Linked DNA regions of Triticum aestivum: region 2 is linked to region 1. Evidence: chromatin contacts called from public HiCAR-type data. All regions are on one chromosome and are shown on one strand. The core of a region is the stretch at or near the end of the contact, and the rest is flanking DNA. Distances in the headings are between cores, read along the strand shown.

The links. HiCAR-type assays count read pairs that join an accessible place to other places.
Region 2: a contact with region 1 is called in a HiCAR-type map of leaf, with 8 times the contacts expected there. The contact joins the promoter of LOC543077 here to the promoter of LOC123139986 in region 1. A contact is called at or near these places in 2 of 5 Hi-C or Micro-C datasets (both in leaf) and 1 of 1 datasets of contacts at active chromatin or transcription factors (leaf).

The regions. Positions count from the first base shown.
Region 1 is chr6B:718,436,582-718,442,791 of IWGSC CS RefSeq v2.1, forward strand. LOC123139986 (aquaporin PIP1-5) reads right to left here and starts at 2,196. Exons shown (of 3, transcript XM_044559715.1): 1 at 1,475-2,196; 2 at 1,242-1,382; 3 at 798-1,151. The coding sequence starts at 2,116. The coding sequence ends at 1,056.
Region 2 is chr6B:718,633,580-718,640,005 of IWGSC CS RefSeq v2.1, forward strand. It overlaps LOC543077 (50S ribosomal protein L9, chloroplastic-like), which reads right to left and starts at 3,505. Exons shown (of 6, transcript NM_001427935.1): 1 at 3,312-3,505; 2 at 2,619-2,749; 3 at 2,040-2,085; 4 at 1,504-1,601; 5 at 1,373-1,420; 6 at 877-1,279. The coding sequence starts at 3,443. The coding sequence ends at 1,159.

The DNA of each region.
Region 1 (6,210 bases), core at 946-3,445:
GCACGGCGAAGCCCCCTCGCCGCCGCCACCCACAGCCAGGACTGCAGCCACGCCGGGCCGGGGCCCCAAACCCGCGCCGCCGGACGGAAAAAGGCGAAATCTGGCTGGCACGCAGCACCACCACCGCCACCATGCCGACGAGGACGAGCGCACAACCCCCGCCTGCCGCCGGCAGGCCCTAGCCGCCGCAGCCCATGCCGCCCGCGAAGCAGCGACCAGAGGATCCAGCAACGTCCAGATCAGATCTGGGAAACCCTCGCCGCCACTCCGAGCACACCCCGCCACCGCATCCAAGCACGCCAACTCCCAAGCACCATGCCCCGCAAGGCCCAACAGCCCTCCACGCCACCACCCTCAGCCGCCGTCGTCGTCTTGGCTGCTGCCGGTGCCGCGCCGTCGCGCCCCGCCAAGCGCCACGCATAAGCTCAAGGGGGGCAGCCCCGCGTCAGACCACCTCGAGGGACGGGAGACCAGGGCCCCGCCCGGCGGCGGCGAGGGGAAGAATCCCCCCCCCCCCCCCCCCCCCGCTCACGGGAGCAGGATGGGCGAGCGGAAAACCAATCACAATCTTATTTTGTGTATTTATTTTTTTTCATTATATAATTTTTGCTCCCGCCGCAGTCGGTCTCGTTGGTTAAATTTTTGGTCAAAGTTGAACCTCGGTAAGCGCAGGCGCACTATATTTTGGAACAAAGGGAGTAGCAATTTTGGTCTCTGATAACTCTGCTAGAGTTGTTCTTATATTTTGGTCTCAACTCTCCTTCAAAATCAGGTTGGCACTAAATTTCTCACCATGATGCATGTTATAAAATCCACATGGGCCTTTGAGATTTTTCAGGAATTATTCCTTGTATGGGCATAGAGCCCTCTGCAATCCACACACATTTTACATCTACTTTTACCGGGTTTTGCAAATTTGCACCGGAAAGCGTGACCGAAAAGCTTCCAAAACTAGAAAATAAGGTGTATGTTGGAAAATACATTTCAAGAGCAAGGAGAAAATACAACGAAAACAAGAAGACTCCATCCACAGTATAGGCAGATTGATTGGCTGACTAGTCGCGGCTCTTGAAGGGGATTGCCCTGATCACCACCACGTGGTAGATGGCCGCCAGCGCCGCGCCGATGAACGGACCAACCCAGAAGATCCACTGCCAAATTTCAAACAGATCATATCGATGAGATTAGTAAGCTTAAGCACGATCGAGCTAATAATGGTGGAGGATGTTGTTTCTACTTACGTGGTCGTCCCACGCCTGCTTCTTGTTGTAGATGATGGCGGCGCCGAGCGACCTCGCCGGGTTGATGCCCGTGCCGGTGATGGGGATCGTCGCCAGGTGCACCAGGAACACCGCGAACCCAATCGGAAGCGGCGCCAAAATCTGCAATTTCAATTCGTCAGTCGTTGACAAAACCAAACACCTGCGGTGGCCGCCGCCGGCCACCAGTGCACTGTATGCACGTATGTACTTACGGGGACGTGGGAGTCTCTGGCGCTGCGCTTGGCGTCGGTGGCGGAGAAGACGGTGTAAACCAGCACGAACGTGCCGACGATCTCGGCGCCCAGCCCGTCACCCTTGGTGTACCCGGGCGCGACGGAGTTGGCGCCGCCGCCGTTGCCCTGGTACAGCGTGGTCTGGAACCCCTTGACAACCCCAGCCCCGCATATCGCGCCCAGGCACTGCATCGCCATGTAGAACACCGCCCTGGTGAGCGACAGCTTCCGGGCCAGGAACAGCCCGAAGGTGACCGCGGGGTTGATGTGGCCGCCGGAGATGCCGGCGGTGCAGTAGACGAGCACGAAGATCATGCCGCCGAAGCTCCAGGCGATGCCCTGGATGCCCACCGTGCCGCACTTGGACCCCGACGGGTTGCCCACCACGCCCATCACGGTGAGCACCGAGATGTAGAGGAAGAGGAAGGTGGCCAGGAACTCGGCGATGCCGGCCCGGTAGAAGGACCAGGAGGTGAGCTCCTCCGCCTCGAAGAGGGGCGCCGGGGGCGGCTCCTTGTAGTCCTTCTCGTCCGCGCCGCCGCCCTGCGCCGCCGTGCCGATGGGCTGGCGCTCCGAGTAGCGGTTCGCGCCCAGGCGCACGTCCTCCTCCTTGCCCTCCATTGCCGCCGCTCGAGCTTGGCTTGGTTGCTGCGCGGAGGAGAAGATGTAGATGGGTGCGTGAGAGATGGAGAGATGAGGAATGGGAGTGGGTTTGGAGTGCCTCTTATAGAGGGGGCCAATCATGGCCGCTCTGTTATCCTCTCCTCTGCATGGTGTGTTGTGTCTTGTGTGTGTGTGTGTGTGTCATGATGATGTTTTTTTTTTCTTGGTTTATGTTTTGCTGCCCATTGTTGATTAGTGGATGGTGATGATGATTGAGAGAGGTTTGGTTTCTTGACAGTGGCCTGGTGACAATACTTAGTGTTAATTGTGTTAGATAATTTACAGTTAGTGCATGGAAATGTTTGTGTCTTGTTTACTAGTGCCCTTGGTGTGTCACCACACCTCACCTGTCATGTCATGGCATGTCATGGAGTGGCAGACCTTGTGGTATTGAATGGCTTAGTCGGTGATTGTTAATTAGCAGGTACGTACTAGTAGTTTAGATACATGATAAGATAGGGCTAATAATGCGTAGGCTTAATTTATCTGAATTGAATTGTTGTATTATGAGGTCAGAAAGAGAGCAGCGCCCTTTTTGTTCAAATTGTTGTTAGTTGGTAGACACAGACAGAGTGGTCAGTTCCGGAGCTCGTCCTGCTAGCTGTCTCCAGCATGTTCATATTATCCCTTCATCGACCCATCAATCATAGGCATGAGCCAGCCACCTCCACAGGTTAGCAGCCATGAACTGAACTACTCCATCCGTTCCATAACATAAGAGCCTTTTTTATACTACAACAATTATAATATAAGGATGTTTTTGGCACTACATTATTGTAAAAAACGTTTTTATATTATCAGAGGCCAGTAATTTGGTCCAAAGAATACGATTTCCCTCTTCCTTTATGTACTAGTAATATCATGTAAAGAGGATTTGTGTGTGATGAATCTGCTTCTGATTTTGTCTACCTAGAAAAGTATGGATAGAGGTGACATGCTAACGGGGTAACAGCACAGCTTAGCACGGGGTGATTGTGAATGATGATGGAATCCATGAGCACTAGCTAGCAGACAAGTAGGACCAAACACACACGCCCTTCACGAGAGCCACTCAGCTCAATCGCAATGTGTTTATGGCGTCGACAGCGAGAGGCGGTGCGGGAACGCGCGGGAGCAAACAGAGGAAGACGAGCTCCCGGCGAAAATACAACAAGAAAGGAGAGCGAGAGCGACGGCGACGGCGACAGGCGTCGGGGGACGGCGGCCGCAGCTTCATCGCTGGCCACACAGACAGCCCCCACCCGCCACCCCCGACCTCCGCTCCAACTCCAACCTCACCTGCACAAAAAGAACAATATTTCATCTAGATAGGTGCGCCGCTCCAAGCCTCCAAGCGCATGGCCAGAGTCAGGTGGAATGAAAAAGGAGGAAAAACAGAGTCGGTTTCGGTATATTCCAGAGAAATCCAGGGACACACGGGAGCGATAAAGTTCATCCCTGGTCTAAAAAACAGTGCTTCAGCATATACGCAAGCTATGTTGTTAGATGCATCATGTAATAAATTTTCATACTCTCTCCATCCCAATTATAGTGCGTTCGCGTTTTCCGAGGTCCAACTTTGACCATAAATTTAATCAACGAGACCGACTGCCGCGGAAGAAAAAGTTATATAATTGAAAACTTTTTTTCAATACGAATTCACTGGTATAACTTTTGCTCCCACCGCAGTTGGTCTCGTTGGTTAAATTCATGGTCAAAGTTGAAGCACGGGAATAAAGGAAGGACTATATTTTAGAACAGAGGAAGTACAATATAGCTTTAGTATTGTACTCCCTCCGTTCCTAAATATAAGGTGTATTAGTTTTTCAAAAAGTCAACTGTTATCTATGTTTGACCAACTTTACAGCAAAATATATAAAGATTTATAATACTAAGTATATAAAATGTAAAAATATAGTTCATGATGAATCTAGTGATAATGATTTAGTATTCTAGATATTGATATTTTTGTCTATAAACTTGGTCAAACTTAGAGAAGTTTGACTTTTTAGAAAAATAATACACCTTATATTTCCGGACGGAGGGCGTAGATGTTAATATTTTTTCTACAAAGTTGGTCAAACTTTACAATGTTTGACTTTGACCAAATCTTATATACAAACTAAAAAGAAACGGAGGGAGTATATGGCCAAATATTTATAGTGCACATGCACCACCAAGTTAAGCCGAATTGTTGTCTATGTAGCAAGGATTTTTTTTCTTTAACAGTAGTAAGCAAATATGAGGGTAGGACAAATTCAGATGATCAACAGAATAGTGATTATTGATGAATACGGAGCTCAAATCATCAGCTCAACGAGGCATGATTTTTTTTCTTTTTTAAACCTGAGACTCAATAACAAACTTAGATCGTGCATGTACTTCAGTGTATAAATTTTCCGCAAATAAAAAAAAACAGTGTATAAACTTTCTGCAGCTAAAGCAAGGCCACAAATGGAAACCGGAAACAGAATTCTAGATGTCATCATCGGCATATTAGTCTAGAAATTCACTCTTGGACCTGGAAACCGGAAACAGAGGTGTGCCTATCACCCAGTGCGTCACCTGCACCGGCAAACCAGTGGCCGCCTGCCACGTGTCCACCACCCGCCCCAGAGATAGGTAGCGTACTTTGTGTTTTTCTGCCATCATGATATTCAGGTCAGCTCATATGTATAACAAATATGCATAATATACAGGCACCAAGTTTCAGGATCAGGGCCAGAACAATATGAGCCGGACAATTTCTGAATAGAATGCTAATTATTTATGGACATGGAGCTCGAATCATAAGCTCGACGAGGAGCTCTATATCATACAACTGCGTTTACCAAATCATAAGCTCAAATCACTTGTCTTCTTGGGAAATCACTTGTTTTCCACCGACGAGAAGTATTGTTTTTGGATGGTCTCTCTCCAGGGTGAAAACTCAAAATCTTTGATCTGGTGACGACAACACTTCTGCATTGTTTTTTCTTGGAGGCATTGCTTTTGAAGAATATTTTTGGTGTTTGGTAGTGGTTAGAGTGTTGCTGTTGCGAGTGTTTAATCACTGCGAGGTAGTCTTTGTTTTTAAATTTCTCTTTTTGTTGTTGTTGACTGCGTGCATCCTTAATGTCTTCTGATGTCTTGTTGGTGCAGAGACTTATGTAATTGATATATTCGTGATATTAATTTATTTATTTTTCCAAAAATAAAAAGTTGTGAAAACTCGCAAGTGTTCTTGATCGGTTCACTTGTTTATATTGACTTACCATCGAGGGATCCGGGCGGTCCCGGGGCGGCGGGGGGGGGGGGGGAGGGGGTGGGGGAGGGGGTGGGGGAGGGGGAGGGGGTGGGGGGGGGGGTGGGGGGGCACCACGACTCCTCTCTTGTCGACAATCCATACATCCCTTATCAGTGTATGGAGAGCTATCTCTCGAGCACAGGTTGAGGTTCGTCCTCAATGGGAAAATGGACAACGGGAGGAACCTCTGGCAATTCCCCTACGCTGGCAGCTAGGGTTTTTCTCCTCTAGGGCGATCTGATCGCCCCAGAGTCCGGCTCCCATCGATCGTCTCCGGCCTTCGCCCGTAGACCCCGATGGTCCTTCCCAGCTGTGGACCGATGGCGTCCCCCTCGGATGCGCACTCTGCAACCAGCGGTGGCCGCAAAACCTGACCTGGAGAACTTCTTCGACCAACTGGATCTTAATGATGAGGAGTTCCAAGATGTTGAGATCGATGAGGATGACCCCATGATCAATGAAAGTGTCCGATGGCTGGCCCTTGCTAGGGATCACACGGACAAAAATTTCAGCCCATCGGCTTTCTACAAGCATATGAAGGCGGCCTGGAATCCAACGCAGAGCGTGAGATTTCGCCCGATCGCCCCCAATAGATTTGTTGTCCAAGCCTCGTGCTTGGGTGCTTGGGAACGCACCATGCATCAAGGACCTTGTCTGTTCTGCAACTGGGCGGTACTCTTGTGCAAGTATGACGGATTTAGCCGAGCCGAGGACGTGGTGTTCGTTCATATGCCTATTTGGCTTCAAATCCACAAGCTGCCGGATCCATACTGCAAGAGGAATATTG
Region 2 (6,426 bases), core at 2,255-4,754, 200 kb after region 1:
ACTCTGGTTTATCTCGATCAATCTTGCCTTCGTCCGTTTTCATGGGTGTTTTGCATGCAACACACTTCTTATTTTTTTTTCTCCTTGCCTTTTGGAAATTAGAAGATCGTTAGGTGAAGTTGTTTCTTTTCCTATACTCTCTGTTCCATAATAGTTTTCTGTTTTTCGACATGGATAGAACTCAGGGCTCCTTTGGTTTAAAGGATTTTCGTAGGAACTTTCCTATGTTGTTTGTTTAATTCATAGGATTGAAACCACTTCGTTCGTTCTCCCCTTAGGTTTCCGGGACCTGGTTCCTATATATTGCGCGTGTGGGCCAGGCCGCTTGATTTTTCTCAGCTCGTAAAGAACGACCGGTAGAAAAAAACAGGTTTGGGCTCGAGAAAAAAATCCTACAGGTTTTTAATTAATTTGTAAAGTTTCGTGACTTCTAATTTTTTGAGATTTAAAAATTATTCACATATTTCAAAAAATGTCATGGATTTTAACAAATGGAGAAGAATTCAAAATATCCATGAATTTTAAAAGTGCTCATAAAGTTGAAAAAAAGGCCATGTAGTTCAATTTATTTTATGATTTTCTAAAAACTCAAATAGTTCAATAGATCTTCACGGATTAAACAAATCTTTATGATTTTCAGAAAGGTTAATGAATTGAAAAGATGTTTGGAAAGGTAAGAAAATATGAATTAAAAATGTTTCACTTTGCTTAAAAACTATCATGAGCATAAAAGATGTTCATGGATTTCATGATTTTTTAAGTAATGCATGTCACGCATTTTTATATTTGTCACTGAAATTTTAAAAATGTTTGTGAATTTATAAAACAAAGATCTACCGACGTGTGCCTCTTAGTATTATTACCAGGTAGATATAGCACACTCTGAGTTGGTTATACAATACAAGTAGGATCATGACAAGGATAGCGTCAACCAATGGATGGAAAATCTAATTTATTTAGCAAAATGGATCTGTGCCGACAAATGAACAAAAAAGGATTTCATATATTCACTTGTAAATATTTCAACAGCTTTCGCTTTCTCCACGCTTCTCCTAATGCATACAAGGCCATGAACAACATTTTTGTAAAACCCATCCTCTATAGCTCCCAGGCACAACAGTTGCAGGACGTTCGGAGTATATGGCGAGATCAGACTGCTCACTTGGCATACACAGTCAGCCTCACCTTGGCTGTGACGTCGGGGTGGAGCTTGATCTCCGCGACGTACTCCCCGACCTCGCGGATCTCCGGGACCTCCACCAGCCGCTTGTCCACGTCCCTACATGTTTCCACGGTTCAGTAATTAATTTGCCAGACCATGATGGGAAGTTTCGTTGATTGCTGCACACGCTTGAAAGAAAGGAATTGCTACCTGTTAAGCTGCGACTTGATGATGTCGACGAGATCTTGCGCCGTGACGCTGTGTGGGGCACAGGAAATGTGTTAGAGGATGTGAACTGGAGAAAACAAGATGGACGATGAAATTGTTCGACTGGGACTTGCCTCCCGAAGATCTGCTTTCCTTTGCCACCTTTACGTGGCACCTTGAACGCCCCAATGGTTTCGAAGACTCGCGCGAGTTGCTGTGCCTCTTCTTTTACCTACTCAAGTACAAAATGATTCCGGAGTTTATGCCAAGGCCGTCGTTTCACAAGAATGTGGTGTGCTAAATAATTATCGTTTTCAGAATGTTGATACTAAAGTTAAGCTGCACCCAAGTTCCATTTCCAGAAAATAAGGATAGTAAGGTTAAACTACAACTATACTTACTCTTCTATACACAAAGATACTAGGTCAAACCGTTAAAGTGCAACTATGCTTCTTCCTAGAAAATAAGGATATAAAGTCAAAACCCAAGTGCGCTTAAGTTTTCAGATACCAAGATGTTGAACTGCAACTATGCTTTGTTTTCCACAATATAAGGATATATGATCAAATCCGCAACCATTGCTTACTTTTTCAGACATCTAAGATGCTAAGCTTAAACTGCAATCGTATTTTTGTTATCAAGCCTTCAAAAATATACAGTATTCTCTTACCCTCTTCTTCTCAGCCTCGATTCTCTCCTGCTCCAGTTGCATTTCCCTGCAAAGAGAAGCAGAGGAAACAAACTTAGTAATCTTAGTTTTGTTTATACACCAGACTGAACATTTCCGCTGTTGAATACTTTTATGTTTTAACACATGCTCGATCCAAATATAACATATGCAGACTAATGTCTCAACTCTCAATCAGGCTGAAAACCAACCCAGCCTTCAGAAAATAAATGTACAAAACCATCCCTTAAAACAAGCATTCACAAGGCTTCAAAATGAACTCACCCTCCTTGTAATTAAGCTGCTTTTCCTAATCTTAATGAAAATGGCAAGCAACCTAGGTTGCCTGCTCTTGGAAATCTTACAAGGAAACGTGCCACTGAATTATTACGCAATGTGATTCTGAACTTGCGCGCACGGGAAAAACATACTGCAAAACGCATCGACGAGCAGTTCACGGATAAGCAAACATCAACCAAATCTCATTAGTGCCGCCGCCTATCGGTAACAGCTGAGAAACTTAACCTACACAGTACACAAAGAATGCAAAGATACGACTGCAGGACGAGGCAGGGAAGTTACTTGAGGACGTCGGGGGTGAGCAGCGTGGCCTTGCCCTTGGGGAGCAGGAAGTTGCGGTAGAACCCGGCCCGGACCTTCATCGTGTCCCCCTTCTTGCCGCTAATCTCATCGATGTCGTCCTTGAGTATGACCTATAGAGCACCAAACCAGTCGAATGAAAACAGTGTCAGAACCACAAATATGACATAACTACTATGTGAGACCAGGATGATGACATAACTACTATGTGAGCACCAAACCATCTGCTATAACTAACAAATCATCCTGCAATCAGCCTCAGCCAATAGCTAGAGCATCTAATGGATTCAGGTGTCAAAACGACTTCTGCTCTACCTCTACTCTAGGCAGCAGCGACCAAACAAACAGAAACAGTTGCTGTGGTTGTACAAGCACGAAGCTGATGGCCAACATTTCGATTTCCCGTGGCCATTTGCACCCACTCATCGGCCCCCTCCCCGATGAGTGGGGGGAAAGGATGATAGTATGCCACATTACTACTGTTTCTTGACAGTGTCTGTTTGTCAGATACATTTTTCCTGAAGAAAACAATGTCACCGGGAAAGATAAAAACTAGCTCGAGCGTGTGCGAAGCACTACTGATATCCTGCCGATTTTCAGTTGTTCCAATCTACGGAGGCGAATGTCTGTAGGAAAGAAGAAATTGAGGGGAGGGGGGGTGACGGACGGACGGACCTGGCGGTACTTCTTGACCCTGCCCTGCGCGACGATGACGAGCGACGGGGCGCGTCGCGTCTGGAGGCGGCGCGGGTAGGAGAAGGCGGCGGCGGTCCAGGGCAGCGTGGAGGCACACGACGGCGACGCCATTGCGGTGTGCTTGCTGGGGCACTCTCTGGCGTTGAGCTCGGCTGGGGCACTCTCTTATCCACTTTCCCACCAGTAGCGGATTTGGTATGGTTTGGGCCTCAGGGGCAGGATTTCGATGGGCTATGGGGCCCAATCGCCTGAGGGGTTTTAATATGGGCCGTCAACTGTCCTTTTTTTTTCTTCGTTTTCTCTTCGTATTTTACCCCTTGAAAAAAAAAGGAGAGTATACAGAGTAGATTGTCGAAATCACTAGTCTTTTAAAGGCCACTCCCCTGTCCTCTGGTGGTGACAAGTGATGCATTGTATGCATGACACTTGTTGCAATTTGGTAAGATTTCTTTCCATGCACAGAAGAAATGGTTTGTTTGCTTCGGTAACCCACAACTGTGCCCACACTTGGAGTCTTGGATGCTCTTGATGAACAGTAAATTTAGAAAACAGAAAAGAAACAAAATGCTCTGAATCTTTTTGCTACCCAAGATTCTATAGTTTTCTAGGAGCGTGCAAAACTTTGTGCTCAAATGGCATTTGAGGAGCTCATGCCAAAAAAAAAGTCTAGACCGTGTAGTTTTTCAAAGTTAGAGAAATTGATTTTTTTGCCATGATCTCCTCGAATGTACTAACACAACGAGAAATTGCACGTACCTTGGGCACTTGAGCATCTTGGATGCCAAAAAATTCCCAAACACTATGTTGGATCATCTTATATTATGGGTGTGATGCTCTAGTATTTTTTCGTATATTTGGGAATGGTTACATGGCCGAAACCTTAAACGAGGTATGCATGTCATCATAATCATCATAATTAAATTTCAATTAATAATTAATCCAACTCACATATTCAAGTTCCAATTTATAATGCAAGTCAAACAATAATTCTTCAATTGGCAAATAAAAAATGTTTATATTATGTCATAAATATCCCAAGTGTTTGTGAAAATGAAATCAAACTCAATTGGATTCTCATCTTGTCCCCAACAGCAATTATGAGGACTAAAAGAAATAAATAAAACCATTTAAAAACAAAATACAAATTTGGATGTTTCCAAATGGAGTGAAACATTTTGTGCAACCCCAGACTATTGCATAGCATTTATGTGCAAAGTTTCACTCACAACAAAAATCAATTGCTAGCTCGAATAAATAGAAAACTATAGCTTTTCTTTTGAGAAGAAATAGAAAACTATAGCTAATATAGTAACAGAAAAGATTAAAACTAAATTGACATGTGCACTTAGGCCCACTCCGAACAATGCACAACCCAAATCACCTACAGCCTTTATTCCTCCTCGAGGAGGCAGAGGCCATGGCGTGGCGCCTGCGCGCGCGTCCATGCCGCCGATGGTCACCTGTCGTCCATTTGGCGGCACCCGAGATGCATTAGATCACCCCTGGCCCCATGGAGAAACCCTAGCCACATCCCCGCCTCTCTCGCTCATATTAGTAGTCATGGCCACCGTGCTCCCCAACACTTGTCCACGAGCCTTCCACTACTAGGAAAAAGCCTAGCAGTAGCGCTGATTTTTGGCCTATCAGTAGCGTGGGTAAGCGTGCTACTGATACGGCGCTACAGCTAAAGCTTAGCAGTAGCACCTACTGGCACTCGCTACTGCTATATCTACTTAGTAGTAGTGATTTTCAAAACAACCGCTGCTACTAATTACTAGTAGCGCTTTCGAAAACAACCGCTACTACTATTATTTCGTCTTCTATTTCTTTTGAATTTTAGGTCATATTCATACACCTTTATACAATTTTTCATACAATAGCAATTTAGAGATTGTTTTTACATTATAATGAGTTATTAAATCACTAGGTGAGAGAATCTTGGATTAGTTTCAAGTGCATGGATCCAAAGTAACCAATGGGGCACTTTTGATCCATCCATTTGAAACTAATCCGCGGTTCTTTCACCCAATGACATAATAACTTATCATCATCATCATCATCATAATATCATTAACAACTTATCATCATAATACATCATTATCATATAACTCCTCATAATCATCATTTTCGTCCATGAGACATCATATAACAACTTGGTCACTAGTTATAATAACAACTCCTCCTCATCATCATCATATTACTCATAACCACTACTCCTACTCAGCATCACCATCAAGTCTAAGACATTGTAGTCATATATAATCAACACTAACTAATTGTTCTTAATACTTAGGACCTACTCCTCTCTCCTAGCTAAAATACAATAAAACAGATAAACCGGTCCTTCACCATAATGGAGAATGGACACAAACCTATCTCCAACTTGTGGCTTGCACACATTCATTTTGTCTCCAATTATTTGCATGTGCGCATTCATCACTTTGCTCCATTCTTTGATTTTGAGCCTTCCATCATTTGAAGAAATCGAGTATGCAGTATGGTAAGTCTTCGAAGGAGTTGGTCGTAAGCTAACCATGTGCATATCACCTTCGGTAAATAGCATGTCAGGCACAACCTGCTTCGGGAGCCTCTGTTCAAAAACGTAATAGTAACATATATAGTTAGCAATGTAGTTTACTTAAGAATAATGTATGCAATGAAGTTACCATCATTAACAAAATCTTACCAAGTTTTTGGCAATGAAGTTACCATCAAGCAATTTGTGGACTGGTGGCATGTATCTAGTACAATTTGGGCTGATAGAGTGACTGGTTTTGAAGGCCTCAACATCTTCTATGAATGAAACAAGATAACCTTTCTCCTCACAATTAAGCTTGGAGTCATAGTTGTAGTATGTGTTGTCTACTACCTTCCGAGTATTTTTTGAAGATAAGAAATAAGATGACAATTATAAATAAATAAGCTTAGTACGGACGAACACTAAATATTTTTAAATTAACAACATAAATTACTGAACTTAACAAATTAGTTTGACAAACTCACATCTAGGCAAAATTGGAGGCATATCCACATCCACCCAGATGTCGATATTATCATCATCATCATAATCTTCGGGGCGAATATCAAATCTTAT